Regions from separate parts of the Mus musculus genome. Here region 2 is linked to region 1. A link is a contact called in public targeted proximity ligation data. All regions are on one chromosome and are shown on one strand. The core of a region is the stretch at or near the end of the contact, and the rest is flanking DNA. Distances in the headings are between cores, read along the strand shown.

The links.
Region 2: a targeted proximity ligation map of embryonic stem cells shows a contact between it and region 1, with 4 times the contacts expected there. A contact is called at or near these places in 3 of 484 Hi-C or Micro-C datasets (bone marrow-derived macrophages, female germline stem cells and uterus), 1 of 130 datasets of targeted methods (embryonic stem cells) and 1 of 9 other capture datasets (adipose tissue).

What each region holds. Positions count from the first base shown.
Region 1 is chr19:32,155,825-32,161,747 of GRCm38.p6, forward strand. Sgms1 (sphingomyelin synthase 1) reads right to left here. Exons shown (of 10, transcript NM_144792.5): 6 at 3,700-4,539. The coding sequence starts at 4,340. Among named protein-coding and RNA genes, the nearest start is that of Asah2, 56 kb to the left of the region's middle.
Region 2 is chr19:32,502,751-32,509,405 of GRCm38.p6, forward strand. All of the region lies in intron 4 of Minpp1 (multiple inositol polyphosphate histidine phosphatase 1), which reads left to right. Among named protein-coding and RNA genes, the nearest start is that of Minpp1, 20 kb to the left of the region's middle.

The sequences.
Region 1 (5,923 bases), core at 222-2,721:
GCTCTCTACTTGCTCAGTGCTCCCGGGGCCCAGCACAGCTCGAGGACAGTAGGTTGCTCACTGACTTCAAGTTGAATGAAGGGATGGAGTTAAAATGAACACATTTTACGTTTATGTTTACGTGTGTCACGCTCTGTCACAGGCATTGGGATACAAGAGTGAGTAAGGGACATTGTGTCCTTTTCTCCTTTAAGAAAATTCAAAAGGAGAGAGATATAAAATTGACAGAATGGAAAGTGATGTGAGCTTCAGGTGTTTACAGAGACTTGGAGGAACGGCGTTAAGGTCAGACTTAAATTCTATTGTGGAGAGCCTTGAGCTTCATCTGATTCCACAGTGTGGATCCCCAGTTAGAAGTGAAAAGAGAGACATGCCTACAAACAGAACTGACGGAAGTCATCTGGACAATGCTAAATGAGTTTGATCTGTGTTTCTAGAGATGGGGCTGAGGGACGCTGGTGGAGACGGAGACCACGTTAGGAAACTTAGCTCACAGATCTGGTTTTGGTCGAGGAGAGTCTGAGGCACCCAGATTACACACTCAGCCTAGTAAGGAAACCTGACTTGAACACTACAGCGCCACCTTCTCTGTCAAGGGTTGGCAATGTCCTCACAGAGTGGGGCCGCAGGGAACATGCAGGAGCCTCCGTGTTAGCGGAGAGCCATACACAGAGTCCCAGGCCTCGGCTCTACAGTCTGCAAGCTCAGAATGCTCGTCATGGTGCTTTCTTAAAACAAGGGGTACCTGGTTTGCAGTGAAGTCTGACACAAAGGCAGAGATTTCCCGGGAATTTTTCCTAGTCAGTGGCTTGAAAGTCCAATTCTAAATGGGGAGACAACATTATTTACAATTTTAAAAACCAAAAACTTCAGAACCTACTTTCACAGTGAAGGACAACTGTATACAATATAAGACAGAGCTGAATGTCACAGATTCAGAATCGAGGTATCCAGAGCCCTGAAAGCCTGGTTCTAAAGGGCTTGGTGCTGGTGGATATCGGCCATTATACCAGCGGTCTCATTTTCCAATTAGTACATTATTCCTGACAACTTTGTCTTTTCTCCAAAGATAGAAAGTCCGAAGGAAGAAGGAACAGGCTGGCATGAAACGGACTCTGGGATTCTTAAAGTCAGAATCATCTGGGGGGAATTTGGGCTTTATTGGGAACTTAATACCAGCCAAACAGCTCTGATTCTGAGGGGCTGAGTTAAATGGCTCATGGCTGGTGGACTCCAGAGAGAGGGGCCAAACTCATAGGAGTCAAACACAAGGAAAGTTAAGGAGAACACCCATGTTTCCAAAATGGTTCAGAGAAAAAAAGTGTCACATAGCCAGTTAACTAGAAACGAGTAGGTGTTGGGTTGTCGTATCAACGTCATAGTACAAAAGGTTTTGTCTTTCTGATAAGAGCCAGGGAAGATACTCCTCCCCTTATACTTCCTACACTATCAGTGCCCCGCCCTGCCCGGCCCCACCCATGCCTGGAGTGCAACATACCAGTACTGGGAGAGGACAGAGGACACAGTCATGGTTGGGGACACTTAGGGCGACAATCTGCTTCCAAAGGAAAAAGCTGAAGTGAGGGCCTTACAGAGGCCTAAACAGGATACATAAACTCAAATTCCATCACAGTGCCTTACCCAGCAAAGTCAGGGCCAGTTTCAAACGTTTTCTAGGGCAGCAGAAGCCTTGCCTGGGAAGCTGCTGTTTGCTGGACAGGCTTAGGCTCCTGAGATGAAAGGGCTCATCTAAGGCCCCTCGAATGAAAAGCCACAGCCACAGCAAGGACCCAGGCCTGCTCTGAGTTAGCTTTGCGGAACACATCCCAGCTGGTTTACTGCTGCTGGAGAATCTGAATAAATAAGTAAATAAATGATCGCGGTGTTGGCCATAAGTACCAGGAGAATACCGAATTAGAAAGTTTAAAGAGTTTAGAGTTAGAAAGTTCAATTTTGTGAAAAATTTCCCTGCTAGAAAAAGAAAACCTTTAAATGAACTCTTCCTGTGATTTGAACGTTTCCTCAGAGCAAGACTGAAATGATAAAACACCGCAGTTCTGTGAAGGACTCAGTCTGACTGACCGAGTTATGTTCTGGGGCAGTAAAATTGCCTGTGTGTACAAATTTTGATGGAAAACCCAGAAAGTAAACTCACAAAAAATAAAGCAAATTTTAAGGGAAAAAAAAAATAGGTAGCATAATTTGAGGAGCGTGGGAAATATTTTCAATGGACCTTTAACGGGGCAAAGGGGAAATGTTAAAATGTTCCTAAGGGAAAAACAGGACTAAAATGTGTCAGTCAACAACAGCATGCATGTCAGGAATTCTGAACATCACTCTCTCTGAAACCAGCTTCTCTTAAAACCAAAGTAGCAGAAGAAGCAGCAGCAGCAACAACAACAGCAAAACTTTTTTTTTTCCTTTTTTTTCTCCAACACCTCCACGGTAGCATAGCCCATCAATTCTATTCAAACTTCTACTTCACTTATAAAATTGTCAAGCTAGATCCAAGTAAACCCGTGGCTGCTATGTCAGTGACTTCTCACAGGGACGAGGGTCCCCTGGCAAAGCCAGCAGGGGCCTACTCCTTCTGCTTGAAGACACATGACTTCATAAGCTGAGAGACTTTATCCAACACCAGGAAACCACTCAGAAAAGTTCAACAGGAACACTCCACCTGCATTTTGTTTTCTTGATGGAATATGACTCCTTTTAATAGCCAGCCATACTTGGGCTCAGGCAACTCAGTCTACTACAGAGAAACTCAGTGTCCCCATCATCAGTAGCAGACACACAGAGTGACACAGAGAGTGGCAGTTCCAGGGATGAGTGCCTCAGTCCCAGGGATAGCCTTTTTCACTCTGTGGATTTGGTGACACTGTCCAAGGCACAAGAGCAGCAAGCTTGGGCCGTGGCTAGTACCTCCTACTGATGCTCCTACATCCAGTGGGTAGGGAGAAACTGTAATTCCCAACACCATCCAGGAATGCCACAAGGTGGTCCACTCGGAAGACAACCAGACAGCATGAACAAGCGCAGTTAATTAAAGGAAGGGACGAGGTGTTCCTAAGTAAACAGCTCCCTTTGGGCGGTCCCCGTTGTGTTTAGAGCTTGGGACGTGAAAATCACAGTGGAACCAACTAAAAGTGAATACAGGTACTTATCCACACATCCTGTAAGATGGAATCAAATAGATTCTGCACCATGCTTCCTGCTTAAATTAAATGAGATAATCAAATTTTTCCCAAGCAAAGTCATTGTAGAATATCTGTCTAAAACATGTCAAAAACTGTGAATACTTAGTGATGAGGTTCTAGGTCTGACAGGGGTGGGAGGTTGGCAACAATTCACCTGAGTAAACACCATTCAAGACTAGGTAGGTGTTTCCCCCTCTGTTACTCAACAGCCTCAGCTCTCTGAAGATGTCTAAGTGTTTTCTTTCCTACTGCTTGAAAATAGACTAGCATTGCTCATGGTCTTAATTCTGGAGCAATCTTGTAGCGAACAGGCAACAAATACATCATCCTCTCAAAGCTGTAGGAGCTTCAATTAGTTCCATGGGTGTGTGGCTTCAGAATGGAAAGGAAAGGGAATTCCTAAGCTTTGATTTCAACACTTGGTAAATTTCATTTCCAATAACTGGATCCCTGTGTGCAAACCCCTTCATGGCTGGATCTCAAGAGTGTTTACTCTACTTACTTGTATTTTAAGAGCAGCCACTGAAATAGCCAGAGTCCTACAAGGATCATGCCGTTAATTTCGCAAATAGAAAACGCCCACTGCACCCGGTTAAAATGGTCAAAAAACGTGTCCGGTAGTGGAGGCTGCACCTCCTTAGGAGGTACTCGTTCATGGACGACCGAGATCATCACTGTAGTGAGAACAAAACAGGAAAGTGCATAAAGAAAGGCCAGGAAAGTCTTGCCCCACTCCATGGGATACTGGGAGCGCTCCGGTTCTGGCATGGGGATCTTGATCATCTCTTTCCTAAACCCATTTGGCATTCCGTTGGGTTTAGTCTTGATGCTGAAGCTGCCATCGGGGTTGGGAATGTCAACGCCAATGCTGAGGTGTCCGTTGGCGTGGCCATTCTTGTGTGCTTCCATATGGTGCTCCATCTTCAGGGTCTCTATCATGTCTAAGAGTCGCTGCCCATTGTCAGAGGAGACTCGGTACAGTGGGGGTTTTTTGAAATCCTCTTGGGTTAGGTTGATTAAGTCCTGGCCTGTGAAGTGCTCCAGAGGCTCACAGTATTCTGGCATAGCATTCTCCAGCAGCCAGTCTGCCACCTTCTTGGGTGACCAGTAAACCACTTCCTTCATGGTCCTGGCAGACAACATTCAGTACCCCCAGCTTGCTCTCAGACGTCAGCAGTCACTGTTCGTACAGGGCAGGACACTATCCCTCCTTGGCTGGTTCATCTTGTTGGGCCTCATGAGCAGAGACTCATTTGGCAAGATGGTCAGGGCAGTTTTAAAACACTTCATGCAACGGTGTCCAAACATTCGTTCGCCTCATTTCTGAACAGAATTCTTCCTTCTGTGGGAGCAAAAGAAAAGGTCAGGACCATGAGACTTCCAGATCAGTTCCTTCAAAACGCAAAGAGGCTCAATGTGGATAATGAACGTGGAAGGGCAAGCGTTGCCCATTCCCTGGTTTCCCATCTTCCTCGGGTAACAGATCATTAAACTGGATCTGAACATGTGTAAAGTTAAGAGCAGTGGATGGCTCTCCGGGAGAGTACTTAATAAGAATAACTCAATGGGCTCTAGTCACTGGTCAGCAGACACCACTGATTCTCTTTTCATCTAACATACTTCCATCATAGAACGTGAGGGAAGCTGGCAAACTTGTTTAATCCATTAATCTCTCTGGTGAGGAATATTGAAATGTGCACAATATGTGACAACTTACAGATCATGGAAGAAAATCACAGAAATGCTAAGCATAAAATCATCTGGTCTAATCATTTTACATACTTTTTTTTTTTCCAAAAAGTCACTTTTTCCAAACACGTATGAACCCTAATATGGAAAAGAGTACACTTACTTAGGCTGATTGGGCTGACACAGAGGCAGCCCAGGGCCAAGGCTCTGCTGATCTGTCTACCCTCAGTCCCTCAACACTTCTATTGATCCCCATAATTTGAAAGAAGAGGACTTGATCCACCTTTTATTTATATAAGAAGATGGCCTTGCCCACAACTGAGTGTAGAGAGGGCTTGTAAGTCCAGAGTGTATGTTCATTAAAATAATTAACCAGTGGTGTACAACAGTAGGCAGGGTCTACCTGTGCATACATACAAAACAAATACAACCTTAGTCCTTGGCTAATGCACCGCCCTGCAGGAAACAAGTGGGAAGTCAAAGCAGCTAAGTTATACTAGATTCTGACTGGGTTCCCAGTCTTCTGACACTGATTTGTTTAATAACCGCATACTACTCTTTTTTATTTTTATTTTTATTATTATTATTATTATTTTTCGAGACAGGGTTTCTCTGTGCAGCCCTGGCTGTCCTGGAACTCACTTTGTAGACCAGGCTGGTCTCGAACTCAGAAATCCGCCTGCCTCTGCCTCCCGAGTGCTGGGATTAAAGGCGTGTGCACCACGCCCGGCTACTACTCTTATTTAAACAATCATTTTAGAAAGGTAAGAAAAGCTTAAAGCAGAAGACTCAACTTCATATATAAAAACAACAGAGCTATGAAACATGGCTTTAGTCCCAGCACCTCCCCTGCTTGCCCTATTGTTTGGGCTTCGGCTTGTTCATGCTTAAAATGGGTACAGTAACCACAAAGTATTTCCTACATAGGGTTATTGTCAGTGACTGAGTCTACATACGAAAGCAGATGAAGCAGCCGAGCTCTGTAAGTAGTGATTTTCAGAGGGGCTTGTTGGTACTTACATCCTACTGATACCTTT
Region 2 (6,655 bases), core at 3,756-6,255, 350 kb after region 1:
TGGGTAATGACGGAGTATGTGGTATAGACCTGGGTAATGACGGAGTATGTGGTATAGACCTGGGTAATGATGGAGTGTGTGGTATAGACCTGGGTAATGATGGAGTATGTGGTATAGACCTGGGTAATGATGGAGTATGTGGTATAGACCTGGGTAATGACGAGTATGTGGTATAGACCTGGGTAATGATGGAGTATGTGGTATAGACCTGGGTAATAACGAGTATGTGGTATAGACCTGGGTAATGATGGAGTGTGTGGTATAGACCTGGGTTATCTCCAGCGCTGCTGCTTCTCCTGTACTGTTTACCTTCGTGCCTCCCACACAGCTCAGTGCAGGGCCACTGGCATTCTGAACTCCGTCCTCCTCACTTTCTGTATCTAGTCATTGCCTTGTGGGTTCTGTGTGTGTGTGTGTGGTGTGTGTGGTGTGTGTGTACATGCATGTGTCTCACAGCATGTGTGCAGAATTCAGAGGATAGCTTGAGGGAGTCAGTTCTCTCCTACTATGGAGAATCAAGGGGTCAAACTTAGGTTGTGAGACTCAGAGGCATTTGAACCATCTCTTCAGTTATATTAAATTTCCAGTTTACATTTTCTTTATCCTTATTGCTACCATCTCAATTTAGGGTAATACCTATTTTCTAAAAAATTTAATTAGTTTGCATGTATATGTGTGTAATAGCTATATGAGTGTGTGTGTGTGTGTGTGTGTCCATGCTCAGATGTATGCATGTGTGTCTGTGTGTGTGCAGGTCAGACACCAGTGTTGACCCTCTTCCTCTGCTATTCTCCATCCTGCTTTCTGAGACAGGATTTGTCTGTAACTAGGTCACAGGTTGAATTACATGGGTTGGCCAGTGAGCTCCAGGGACCCTCTTTTATCCCTGACCCAACTCTGGAGTTACAGACACCTGCCACCATGCACAGCTTCTTATGTGGGTGCTGGTGATCTAAGCACACCCACTGACTGATGCGTCTCCTCAGCTCCCACCTAGGTCTTAGAAACTGCCTGCCTTCAAGGCTTCCCCTGAGTTTGGTCTTATTAACGCCACATCAGTATGGTCGTCTTCCGAAGGGACAGTTCTGATCATGTGACTGGATTGCTGGTGTTTGCTTAGTCTCCTTACTGTATTAATCATTTCTTAATTTTATTATATTTGCATAATAATTTCCTTGTTGGCACGTGTTTTTAAACTAACTTTGTGCATGTTAATAATTCCAATGACATCATAGTGACCCTTGATGTACTTTACTTACTTTGCTCTGGTTCTGTAGTTGTTATTTTAGAAGTTCCATAACTGTGGGGGGGCTGGAGAGATGGCTCAGCGGTTAAGAGCATTGACTGCTCCTCCAGAGGTCCTGAGTTCAAATCCCAGCAACCACATGGTGGCTCACAACCATCTGTAATGGGATCTGATGGGATTCAATGCTCTCTTCTGGTGTGTCTGAAGTCAGCCACAGTATATTACTCATATAAATAAAATAAAATAAAATAAATAAACAAGGAAGGCAGGCAGGCATAACCTTTAAATGCCTTGCTCAATAGAATTGGCTGGCTTATTAAGAAGCATATTCTCTGTCATATAATGATTCTAGCAAAATCTGAATAAATGTCTGAGAACCTCTAGGAATGCTGCTACCAGTTAAGGCAGTACTCTCACCCTTCCTAACGCTGTGACCCTTTATTTTTTTTATAGTGTATCAAAGATTTTTTTATTGTTTCATTTATTTACATGCCAAATGTTGTCCCCCTTCTCAGTCCCCACCTTTAAGAGTTCTTCACCTCATCGCTTTCTCACCCTTGCCTCTGAGGGGGGACCCCACCCCCCTAGCCACCCCCCTCATGCACCCACCCACTGAACCCTTTAATACTGTTCCCCGTGTTGTGGTGACTCCCAACCCTAAAATTATTTTCTTGATCCTTTATAGCTGTAATTTTGCTACTGCTGTAAATTGTAGTGTGAATATCTGCGTTTTCTGATGTTCTTAGGTGGCCCCTGTGAAAGGCTCGCTGGCCCCTCGGGTTGGGAACCACTGAGTCACTGGACTCAGCTCATTTCAGCTCAGCAAGTCCTTGTGGCACGGCAGTGACCTGGGCATAGTGGGAGATGTTGGCAATGCTGTCAAAAGTGACCAAGAAGAAAGTTCTGATCGTTCACACCCTAGTAAAGATAATACTTACAGTGATTGAGACCAAAGTCTACGGATGATTAGAATCCTGTGATTAATTAGACAAGTGAATAATTCAAGGTCAGGGTAACTAGAAAAGGCTAACTGGCCTTCGGTGAAGTGAGTAGTATGGTAGATCTCTCTTGATTTTAGAACCATATTCAGTGTTTCTCAACAAACTTAAAACATAGGGGGAGGTTGAGTACCAAAGGCATTGTGTGCAGATATACCTGAGTTTGTACACACTTGCCTCTTACCAGTGTCTCACAACAAGTGCATACCCAGTCAGTGACTCCTTGGTTTGATGGTTTGACTTGGATAATATAGTGGAATAAATCGTGGGCACCTTTCCTAGACCAGAGAAAAACAAGCGCACGTAATGTGTGTTCTAGATGTTAATTTAAAATGCTCCCTTTTTTTTTTTTTTAAATTTGTGTTGCTGTAAGGTTCAGGTACCCCTCTTCTCAGAACACTGGCAAGTGAAGCGTACCCACAGAACCACAGGTCTCATGAGTACAGAGCAGTCCTCATGCTATTTTTGAGCACTAAGGGTGTTCGTTTGCGTGCAATAGAGATTATGCAAAGATGCATACCTTCAAATTGTCTGCAAGAACCCAGGTTCCAGATGGGAGGGCACTCCAGTAAGAGCATCTGTATGTAAAACCCAAAATACTCAGGGGGTGAGTTGGAATGATGAGGTCACATGCAAGTCTTTACGGGAAGAGATGTCTTTGTGGGTAATCAAAGACCAAAGAGGTGCTCTTACCAAGCTTCAATGTGTCCACTCCTCGTGTTGTGCTTACAGCTGCATTGAACTACAGTTAACATAAAGTCATCTATCTCAGCATAGAAGTAGTACAGCTGGCTCGATCTCACCTGTGTGCCTAAGTCATTAGCTCTCCGTCTCTTTTTAAGGTTTATTTTATTTTTACGTGTGTGTGTGTGTGTGTGTGTGTGTGTGTGTGTGTGTTCCTGCACATGGCAGAAGAGGGTGTCAGATCCCTTGAAGCTGGAGTTATATGCATTTGTGAGCTATTCAGCATGGATCTAGGGAACAGAACCCAGATCCCCTGCAAGAGCAAGGAGCTGAACTCTGTGCCGTCTCCCGGCCCTCTTCTTTGTCTTTTGCTGATCTGTCTGACCAGGAGTCCTCTCTTCCCCGTGCATCTGAGCGTTCACCAGTTTGGCTTGTTAGCCTTGGAAGTGTATTTTGCCGATGCCTTCCTCCTGGGTTCCCATGTGTGAGTCTATGTGTAACATAATGGCTGACGTTGAGAGCGGCCCCTCTGGACTCCAGAGCTCCCTGTCCCGAAGTATATCTGTTCCATGAGTTCCTGCCAGTGTTCCCTCCCTGGACCTCACTCACCTCAGGGCTGCCATGGCCTCTGCCCTCCACCCTCCACCCTCCACCACAGCCTGCAGACGCTAAACAGTCAGCCTGGACAGCTGCTGGGTTCAACCCGTTTGCCTTCTCTCTTACTCTGTTGTCTGACTGAAAACTACTGTTTCATATAATTCTAGCTTCCTAATGCTAGTAGGGAGGACAATAGAGCTTTATCCCTGTTCTTCTATCTTGTGAGCTTAATTTCTACATATTTTTACATAAAAAGGACATTTGTGTCATTTTCATTCCAGGCTTACATTGCCAAATGTGTACTTCTCCAGAGATCTACTGCAGTCAAATATTGAAGACTTGTAAACAAAATTTACTTTTTGTAATTTTCTTCTCAAAGCGTCTCATTGCTCTGGCAGTTCCAACCATTTGTATGTGCTCTTACGTAAGTGTGCACATTGTGAAATTTGTCCGAAGTGCCATCTGATAGTCCTAGATCATGTTTGAAAGCATAGTTTGTGTAACGCCAGTTGCGTGTGAAACATAAATTAAGAGCTTAGAAAGATGTAGCTGTGTATGCTTAAGGGAAAACATGCAATTATTGGGTCTTCTTACTGAGCATTTTGAATTGCTTAAGGCATTTACCTACTTTGAACATTTACATAGTTTCATTTCTTGGTGTAATTTTAGTCTTCAGATTAAATTTGGTTTGAATTGAAGACAATAAAATCTTCTCGTTTATTTATATAATAAAGGATGCAATTTACAAAGCCACCTTCTTCCTGGGTAACGTTAGGTAATTCATTTGATACACTGGACTTATTCTCTCTCAGGTCTGATTTAGGAACTAAGGAGGTGGCTCAGTGCGTAAAGTGTTCACTGTGTGAGCCATGAAGATCTGAATTTGAATCCCCAGCACCCATGCAAAACCAGGATGTGACAGCACACTTCTGTAAGCCCTACACCGGGACTCAGAGAAAGGCAGAAAGAGAGCCCTAGGGCTCACTGGCCAGCTGCATAGCCCAGCTGCTCAGCTGCTGATTCAGGAGAGATCCCAAGTCAGACATAAGGTAGAGCATGAGACTCCACTGCAGCTGAGGGGCTGTAGTCAGCTAGTGCGTGCTGGGGCGAGGAAGGGGTGGGGTCATTCTTCAGTGGTGTGGCCATTGGATGCTGCCTGTGCCTATGCTCACACAGGCAAGCTTAGTACATTTCACACATGCGCATGATCTCGCTTCAGCATAATTATCTATCACCCTTTCTGGTTCTGTCCCCTTCCCACTGAACCCCCCTTCTTTCTAACAAGCCCTTCTGATGTTATTTGTGTGGATGTGTGTGAGAGGGTGTGGTGGGGGCGGGGAGAAGGAGGGAGAGGGGAGGGAGAGATTGAGGACACAGGCACACTGATTCCCAGTTGCATCACTTCATTCGCACTTCATCCTAACTTGGCTCTGGAGTGCTGACTCAGCAAAGGTTGACCGTGACCTCCAGGCGCACTCTCTGCGCCTTGGGATACAGTCCAGGCAGAAGCTGGGCAGGTGGCGCTTTCGTGAGGTGCTTGGTTGGGCCTGCATGAACGTGAACCAGGAGTTGGCTTACAACTTGATGGACCTATTCAGTTTTAGTGCTTGGAGCAGTGGCAGCGTGTTCCTGAAAATGAACTCTGATTGCTTCCTTATAGGAGTTAACTGATTTCTCTTTTCTCTCTCTTCCTGATGGGCCGTGAAGTGAACAGCTCTACCCAGCCAGGTTCCTCCTGCTACACAGTGCTCTGTCCATTTACCTTGTCAGGAGGGTGAATGTGACTAAGCCCTCTGAACATGAGCCAGAATAAATATCCCCCTTCAAAAAGTCAGAGCCTTTATCAAAACTGTGAGCATACTTTTAATGACTGCTGATAAAGATTCGATCATATACTCTTGTATATTTGGTTTGAAGTATTTGGAATGGTGATTATAATATAAGCTGATCAAAAAAATTCAAAATAGTAAAACTCAGAGGGTCACAAAAAACAATGCAAACAAAAAGATGAAAGCAAGAAGAGAAATTGTTGGGAAGAAGAAAGGTTTAGAGGGAGTGAGAGAAGACTAGGGGGTGATAATGGCCAGCACACAGTGTATACACGAGAAACCCCACAACTCACGGAACAACTGCCCATAATTGAAGATCCTTACCCCATCCCCCAACACACACTCACACACACTTTTGTTGTTCCAGTGTAATTTAGAAGAGAAAGTGATATTTTTTAAAATGCCCCCAAACAGAAATTTGAGTAAGTCTCATGAAAGGGCAGGCAAATGTAAATGTGAACAGATGTTTAAGGACTATATTAACCCTTCGAAGGGGATGTTCCCCTTTTGACATACATGTTTCCATAGATGTCGTTGAACAAAGGTATATCTGATAGTTTACCAATAGATTTGAACAACGAAGTAGAAATCAGTTCCATACTGCTGCTGTGTCTTGTTTATAAGTGAAGAAGAGCGTTCTGGCATTCTTAGTTATAAGTGGACCCTTGACTTTGAACTTACTGATTTTAAAATAATTTTTAATTATTGTCTAAGGTGATTTGAGTCATATCTCAGAACCAATTCAGATGCTTTTCTTACACTCAGAGCCTCTGGAATAAAGCTGTTCTTGCTGGGCAGTGGTGGCGCACGCCTTTAACCCCAATACTTGGGAGGCAGAGGCAGGCGGATTTCAGAGTTCAAGGCCAGCCTGGTCTACAGAGTGAGTTCTAGGACAGCCAGAGCGAGAGAGAAAGCTGTTCTTTAGGAAAGCCTTGACGAGTTGAGGTTGCTTTGTCATCTGGTTATTTCTCTAATTAAACTTTAAGTAAAACTTAAATGCCCAGTGATAACTAAGTTGAATTCAGGCTATGGGAAACAACATAATGAAGAAAAGCATATGTTTGAGACTTAAGCAGTTAATGCTCTGAGCTGTTACTAATGGAAGGACCATGTAACACAGTCTGTCATGGTCTCAGACTTAGCCCAAGTACCCAAGCAGCTAACTTGGAAGGAGTTAGAGCCAACCAGACTGCATAGAGAACTCTCCCTGACCTTAATTTAATGTTCTTCCCGTTGCTTAATTGAAAGTAGGCTCAGTTTGCCTTCTTACCCTTACAACCTCAACATAGTTATCTATTGAA